Regions from separate parts of the Mus musculus genome. Here region 2 is linked to region 1. A link is a contact called in public HiCAR-type data. All regions are on one chromosome and are shown on one strand. The core of a region is the stretch at or near the end of the contact, and the rest is flanking DNA. Distances in the headings are between cores, read along the strand shown. Region 1 overlaps L3mbtl3 (L3MBTL3 histone methyl-lysine binding protein). Region 2 overlaps Arhgap18 (Rho GTPase activating protein 18).

What was found. HiCAR-type assays count read pairs that join an accessible place to other places.
Region 2: a HiCAR-type map of Th17 cells shows a contact between it and region 1, with 2.4 times the contacts expected there. The contact joins two enhancer-like sites. A contact is called at or near these places in 2 of 39 promoter capture datasets (hippocampal neurons and liver) and 2 of 115 datasets of contacts at active chromatin or transcription factors (Th17 cells and effector CD8 T cells).

Annotation. Positions count from the first base shown.
Region 1 is chr10:26,357,190-26,360,905 of GRCm38.p6, forward strand. All of the region lies in intron 1 of L3mbtl3 (L3MBTL3 histone methyl-lysine binding protein), which reads right to left. Among named protein-coding and RNA genes, the nearest start is that of L3mbtl3, 15 kb to the right of the region's middle. Within about 2 kb of position 2,007, at least 45 of the 459 cell types and tissues checked have an H3K27ac peak or open chromatin away from gene starts, as enhancers often do. A contact at or near this core is called in Th17 cells, where this site is marked.
Region 2 is chr10:26,797,784-26,801,499 of GRCm38.p6, forward strand. All of the region lies in intron 1 of Arhgap18 (Rho GTPase activating protein 18), which reads left to right. Among named protein-coding and RNA genes, the nearest start is that of Arhgap18, 27 kb to the left of the region's middle. Within about 2 kb of position 1,963, at least 226 of the 459 cell types and tissues checked have an H3K27ac peak or open chromatin away from gene starts, as enhancers often do. A contact at or near this core is called in Th17 cells, where this site is marked.

The DNA of each region.
Region 1 (3,716 bases), core at 757-3,256:
TCTCAAGTTAACCAAGTCTCTGGTAGCCCTGACTAATGAACCCTCCCCACATGATGTTAATAGCACTGTCCCATTAGATGTTAATAAGACCAGATTGTTTTTCCTTTGTTTTTGATTATTTTGGGAGGAGTGTATGTTCAGTGCTTCTATGTAGGCAAATCTGTCTTCAAGTAGCATCACACACTCAGAAAACCCATGTGAGGAGACTGAGGAGATAACTCAGGCATAGAAAGCCCAAGACAAAGCAAACAAACAACAAATATTTTATGTTATGAAGCTGAAGGTGGTTGGGCCTCTAATAATCATTGTAAGTTAAAAGTACTATGAACTAACAACCCAGACTTTATCCTCCAACTCAGGAAGTCTGCTTCTAGAAAATGATCCTACTAGATACTCGTGTGTGTGTGTGTGTGTGTGTGTGTGTGTGTGTGTGTGTGGGTTCTTCGTAGGTAGAGAGTTACAACAGTTCAATGCCATGGCATAAAATGCCACAGGGAAAGGCAAAGAGGAAACTCCATTCTAATGTAGAAATAATTCAAGATAGAATTAATATGACTAATTTTAAGCAAAGTACAAAAATGCTGCGCTACCATTTGTATAAAACCAAAGGAGATATGGAGTATGTCCCCTGTATGTACATAAGTTATGTTTAGAAGGATCGGTCAGCAACTGGAAATTCCAGCTGTGTCCAAAAGGAGGGGAGACAGTGTTCAACAACAGCCACATTGAGCTTTCTCCATGTTAAAATTAAAACTAATGTTAAAACAATACATTCAAAAGTTATGATATCTAAGCAGGGTCTGGCCAGGTTAATACTTGGATGGGGGAGCACCTGGGAATACCAGGTGCTGTAGGCTTTAAAAAAAAGGTTATGATATAAATATAATATATAAATGTTAAATCCTACTTCACGCTTATTTAAAAGTATATTATAAGAGGCATGTCTTCCCACAAAAATATTTGCTACTAATGTCAACAAGAGAAAAAAATGGTGTAGAAGTCGCTATGGGAAAATTAGCCCTGTGAAGCTCTTGGGTTACTGAGAGAGAGGAGTTAACTCTAAGTGCATGCTTATCAGTATAACATATGGCAAAGACCATATACACCCCCAGACCCAGTGTTTACAGCCCCACCATCCTGATCAACCCCTGAAGTTGTGGTGAGACTTCCTAATCATTGCTTCCTCAGAGACATGATTCTTCATAAGCTGAGGGGCAGGCGCGCATTGCCAGGCCTGGCCTACGTCCAGGTAGGGCTCTTAGTCAGAGAGCTTATTCTTAACTGCTATGAACACTGCAAATAAAATGATTTTTAAAATAAAACTTTTTTTTAAGAGAAATCATACAAGCAAAATTAACTACTAGTGGAGTCTAGTGTTGACGACAGAATAAAGGGAACGTGGACATGTTTATGAAAGCCATAGTTCCTGGCCACAAGATAGACATTTCAAGATCAACTGAAGACAGAAATGTCAAATGCAATGACTCAGACACATCGTGTGAACACAGCCACTAAGCCTTCCAAAGAATACCAGTAGAAAAGATGTGCAAATTTATTTCAGTTAGTGCTCGACACCATAAAGATCACTCAACAAGAGAGATGCGTAGTGAGGGCCTAGAGAGATTATTTCTGGTCTTCTTTTAGTGATTTCACAGAACGTAGTTTGAGAATTGAAGGTGGCTTGGGACCTAGCCCTCACAAATGTCATAGATCGACTCATCTCACTTTGACTAGACAGTCTTTCATGCCACCTGTTTGTTTTCTGCCATGAGCAGATAAAAGAGGCTTTGCGAGACAGGCAGAAGTTTCTGGAGCCGACTCTGAAGGAAAGAGACGAGATGGAGAGAAGATAAGAGTCCTCTGAACACAACTGCTCAGCACAAAAGAAAAGAAAAGAGAGGCCCAACTCCCACCCAAAGTCTGGAACAGCAGGTGGAAGGAGCCAGCCAGGATGACATCAACGCCATGTCATCTGGCCAGTCATGCTCAAGGCATGTCTCTAGAAGTTATAGTGAGAGGAACGCTAAGATGGTGCTCAGATAGAGTAAAGAAAGAGACAGAGGCTGGGGACATGACTCGGTGAAAAACCCATGTCCCAAAGGACTGAGGCCTAGATTCAGATCCACAACATCCACACTGCTCACTGCTTCCCCTGATCCTAACACTCAGCAAGCGGAGAGCGGCAGAGGAAGCTGGGACCTCGAGCAAGAGACCATGCTGAGAATAATCAAGAAAGCCATTGGATGTCAACCGCTGACCTCCATATATATGGTATGAGCCCACAAAACACATACACACACACACACACACACACACACACACACACACACAATCAAAACCAAAGGATTTTTATAACTAAAAACAAACAAAAAAAACAAAACTTAAATAAGGGTTAGGGTGTAGTCCAGCAGTATGGTGCTTGGCTAAAATTATATGTTCCTAGGACCACAAAACGATAAAGCAAACCAAAAAGAGTCAGGTAAATGACCACTATCATGTTATAGCTTCTTTGTTTGAAGCTCCACGCTACATTTTTCATTTAACAGATGCAATTTCAAAATTAAGGTACAGCGATGCTAAGGTTGTAAGCCCAGGTTATTCAATGGGGGATACATTACTTCAGAGCAGAATCACATTAAAATTCAGAGAACATGACTAAAGGTGTGTGACTCACAGGAGAGGCCTGACGTATTACTGCCTGATGGAGACCGACTTATCTTCCTAGGCTTTGGTTACAAAGATAGCACACCTTAATCCCTTATGTGATCGTGAATCAGGGGCACTAAAATCATTACCATGAGCCAAACAGAATGACAATTGTGTAAAAGAGTGACAGTACAGTGGAAAAAAAAAACCACATCAGAGGTAGGAAGGCCTGCTTAAGATCAATGAACATGCTTGCTGGAACACACGTTTAATCCTGGAACTGGGAGGGCAGAGGCAGAGAAAGCTGGATCTTTGGGAGTTCAAGGCTAGCCTGAGTTATAAAGGTTCTGGGATAGACGGGGCTACCTCATGAGACCCATTCGCAAGAGAGAGAGAGGGAGGGGGAGGAGGGGAGAGGGGGAGGGGGGAGAGAGAAGGGGAGGGGGAGAGTGAGAAAGAAAGAAAGAAAGAGAGAGAGAGAGAGAGAGAGAGAGAGAGAGAAAGAAAGAAAGAAAGAAAGAAAGAAAGAAAGAAAGAAAGAAAGAAAGAAAGAAAGAAAGAAATCATTCTTTAGCAACTGGTTTGTGCTGCTCACCTAGCAGGGCTGTATATGAAAATGCTAGGCCTCCTCCAGGCCCCACAGGTGAACCTTGTCTTTCCTTCACTGTTTGCCCACCATGACCATCCTCCTCCTCCTCCTCCTCCTCCCCCTCCTCCTCCCCTTCCTCCTCTCTCACCTTTCCTACATTGCCAGCTCCTCATTTTTCTTAGCTAACTATGAAGATTAGGCAAGCCATGTAATATGCTAGAAAGCAAGGTCTCTATCTCCCCAAGAAAACAGTCAAACACAATATAAGCCTATTCTAACTGTTTAGTTTATAAGGTTTTGGAGAGAATGTGAAAATTGTTCAGGGATCTTAGAGACAGCCCGCCAGATGTGGTTGCTCATGCTCGTGATGTCAGCACTAGGGACTCTGAGGTGGGAGAGATTCTAAAGTCCTTGACCAGTTTGAACTACATAGTGAGCTCCAGAACAGTCAGGGCTAAGGTAGGAGAACCTGTGTAAAACG
Region 2 (3,716 bases), core at 713-3,212, 440 kb after region 1:
AGCGCCAGGAAAATGCCAGGCTGGAAGTTCCCTACTAAATTACACTGGCACCTGTTAGAGGTTTTCCCAGAATCCCCTTCGCTTTTAGACAATGCTAATTTCTTCATGGTTCTGTCACCTGCCTGTAGTTTTTAGAGGAATGATGGGCTGACAGCTTCCAGAACCTTCAGGTTTGTAACCATATAATACCATAATCACAGCTTTTATTTTACGACCTGTGAAGCCAAGGCACAAGACCTAAGGAACTCAACTCAAGGTGACAGGTCAGGGTAGTAAAGCTGAATTTCAAACTCTAGTTTCACTTAACCGTTCTATGTCCCCTGTCTATAGCCTGAGCTTGAGGAACAGCTGGTTCTGTTCTGTATATCAGTGACCTTGCCCATTAGGCCATGATTTAAACCTGAATTGGCCCACAGAGGCTCACGTGTGTAAATACTTGGTTGCTAACTTGGGGCACCGTTTTAGGGAGTTATAGAGGTGAGGTCACCCTGAGTTAGGAGGCGAGGCCATCATACTAGTGGATGTTGGACATAGCCACGGTTCGACTGTTACATCAAGAACCTGCTTTTTAATTTTACTGCTATCTTTTCAGCACAGGTCAGAGTGCGTATTGGATCCCTTGGAACTAGAGTTATATATGGTTTTGTGTGTGTGTGTGTGTGTGTGTACGTGTGTGTGTGTGTACACGTGTTAGGACTCCAACCCAGGACCTCTAAATGAGCAGCCAGTGCTCTTAACCACTAAACCACCTCTTGAATAGGGACTCGATTATCCTTCTGTCACCTTGTGTAAAACTGCTACTGCTTACTTTTGCCTGTGGAGAAAGGTCTTCGAGCCACCAGACGTTCCCCACCAAGACAGACTGAATTCTCTCTGAAAGCACAGGCCCACATCAACCCCTCCCCCTTTATGGTTTTTCCTTCAGATATTTTGTTACAGTGATTAGAAAGAAAAAAAAAAAGTAAGCAACACACCCAGGGTATGTTGTTTTGTTTTGGCTACAAGAGTTTATTAACTCCTTTTGACTTGGTACAAGGTTAGGCTTAAACTTGAGGTCACCCTGTTTCGGCCTCCAGGTGGAAGGGTCAGAACCCTGTGCAGAGACAGCAGCTCCCTGCTTACTTTGTCCACAGTGCACGTTTATGACCATGAAGAGCTATATTTAGTACGGTAGACATTTTAGTGCTGATAGCTTCTGTAATTTAAGAGGACTCGTCAGAGATCATAGGGGAAATTTCACTAGGAAAGGGCGGGGTCAAGCTTCAGGTTATAACTTGTGTTTTGAGCTAGAGCCTTATGACCTTTGTGGCTTGGCTATAGTACGGTCAATCTGTCTGACCTGTGAGTAATATTGCGACTCATCAAGTGGCAAAGCACCATGACTTTGATGGCCCCAAGAGTGTCAAATGCTGTGAAGACTCAGCGAACTCACTCCAGTGTGAGCATGAAGCCAGTGGAGTGTGTGTCTGAGTGTGTGCCTCTGTGAAGCTAGTAAGTGACTCTGTGTGTGTGTGTGTGTGTGTGTGTGTGTGTGTGTGTGTGTGTTCGCCTCCGTGAAGCTAATAAGGTACCACATGGCACTCATCCTCAGCTGTGGTATTGGGTGATACTCTCATTATCAAACATTTGAAAACAGCCCGAAGAGGAAGCGCAGGTCATTTACAGCACAACTTCAGAGCTAACCTTGGTATTTTTCCTTTGGGGGTTGTGTTTTTCTGTCTTGATTTTTAGTTTTTATTCCGCGCACACACACGTTCTTAGACATGCTATCTTAACATTGAAGTTTCTATAGCTTATCTACTGTTGTTACACTTGCAGTTAAATTTTAACCCAGCTGCAGAATGCAGAATGTCTCAGCAGGCATTTTCTGCTAGGGAAACCACAGATATGTCAGGATGTGTATGTTGCTAAGCCACCACAACATCATTTCCTTTCCTACTTCCCCTTGACCCCTGCAGTCCCATTGCTGGCTTGTCACTCCTGGCATCTGAGTCATCCCGGACTTGTGTCTCAGGCCTGCTCCAGGGGGCTGTTACTGAGCTACGTGGTTTTTTTCTTCTTGGCTTTGTTTTTTTGATTTTTTTTTTTTTCCTGCCCAGCCTTCCTTTGTTTTCAAGTGCTGCACCACAGCTTGGCCTTACTGCACTCATCTCAACACTGTCGAGGCCTGCTTGCTGCGCATGCGCAGAGGCCTGGCTTCCATCTTCAACACCCCAAGGACAGAAAGTAGTCATCATTGCTGGTTTCTCAGTGTTTGTGTGACAGTCTCCAGTGAGAGCGGCCCTGCACTCTTGGCCAGCTTTCTTTCCATCCGTTGTGATTCCCTCGTGGTGTTCTCGTTTACCATGTTCACCATGTGCTTCTTCCTTACTGGGTTGTTAGAGGTAAATGGAGTACTGTGACGTAGGAGAGCCTCTAACATTTCCAGCCTCTATCCTTCACGACTTTATGACCCATTAGGGCTTTCTCTCTTCCTACCTATCATATTGCTCTATAATTCACACTAATAAAAATATGAAAGACATCATACTGGTTTATGCTTGAGGTAATTTGTTAATTAATAGCTTCTTCTCTTTCCTCTTCCTCCTTTAGACGGGGTCTCACTTTGTAGCCCAGGTTAATCTCAGATTTGTACTCTTTCTGCCTCTGGAGTACCGTGATTACACACTTATGTGATAGCACCCGGCACAAATTATTTCACAACAGAAATTTTAAGGAAATGGGACTAATGAAAAGAGCAGGTTGGTTTTCCTTAATTTCTTCCAGGGGGGCTTTATTTGGTCAGTTAAATAGATTGCAATGCTGTGTTTGTTACCTTTAGTCCACAGTCCAGAGAAAGAACACTTTTCTGGGTGGAGATATAACTGAGGTGTGCTTTATGTTTTGATGTAGAAAGTCTGCGGTTTAATCTCAACCACTATAATAATATAATTTTCTTGAAGTATGTAAGTCCGAGAAAACTATTTCAAAGTATAGCATAAAAATGAAAGACGAGCAGGAGAGAAATAGAGCTTTCTGTGAGATTGTATTATCTAAGAATGTCCTTTGAAGACAATGTACTTCTTTGGGAATGTTCTTTGATAAAAATATATTACGTGAATGAATTTTAAAAAGTCAGACTTGGTTTGTGTGTGTGTCCCATTTAGTTTCTTTACTTCTTTTCAGGTACGTGTGACCAGTATTATATCTGTTCTAGAATATAAACTTATAGAATCTTTGAGCAGGTTGTTTTCTCTCTGTGTGTGTGTGTGTGTATGAGCACACACACACACAAGCACACATGTATGTACAGACATCAGTGTGTGAGGTGATGCTCTGGGATAATTTTTCTCATCCTTTGGAATAGTTTTCCTTGTACTCATCTTCCAAGCTTCTACACAACATCCCACAGAGCTCTTAATACTGAATGGATTTTCTAGCCCAAAGTTCCAAAGTCCTTCCACAGTCCTCCCCAAAACATGGTCAGGTTGTCATTGGAATACCACACTATGCTGAGTTTGGGTTGATTTTAGTAACAGGCCTTAAGAATTTTATCCTATATCCCAGGTGTCAGAAATCCATGTTTCCATCACTCTATACACTTGACCACACCAGGAATCCATCAGGAAGGTCTTGGAGGGTTTGCTTTTGTTTCCTCTGGACCTGTTTGCTCTGTCGCTCTGACATTCCTTTTTTCTTTTTTCTTTTTTTTCTTTTTTTTTTTTTTAATGTCATTC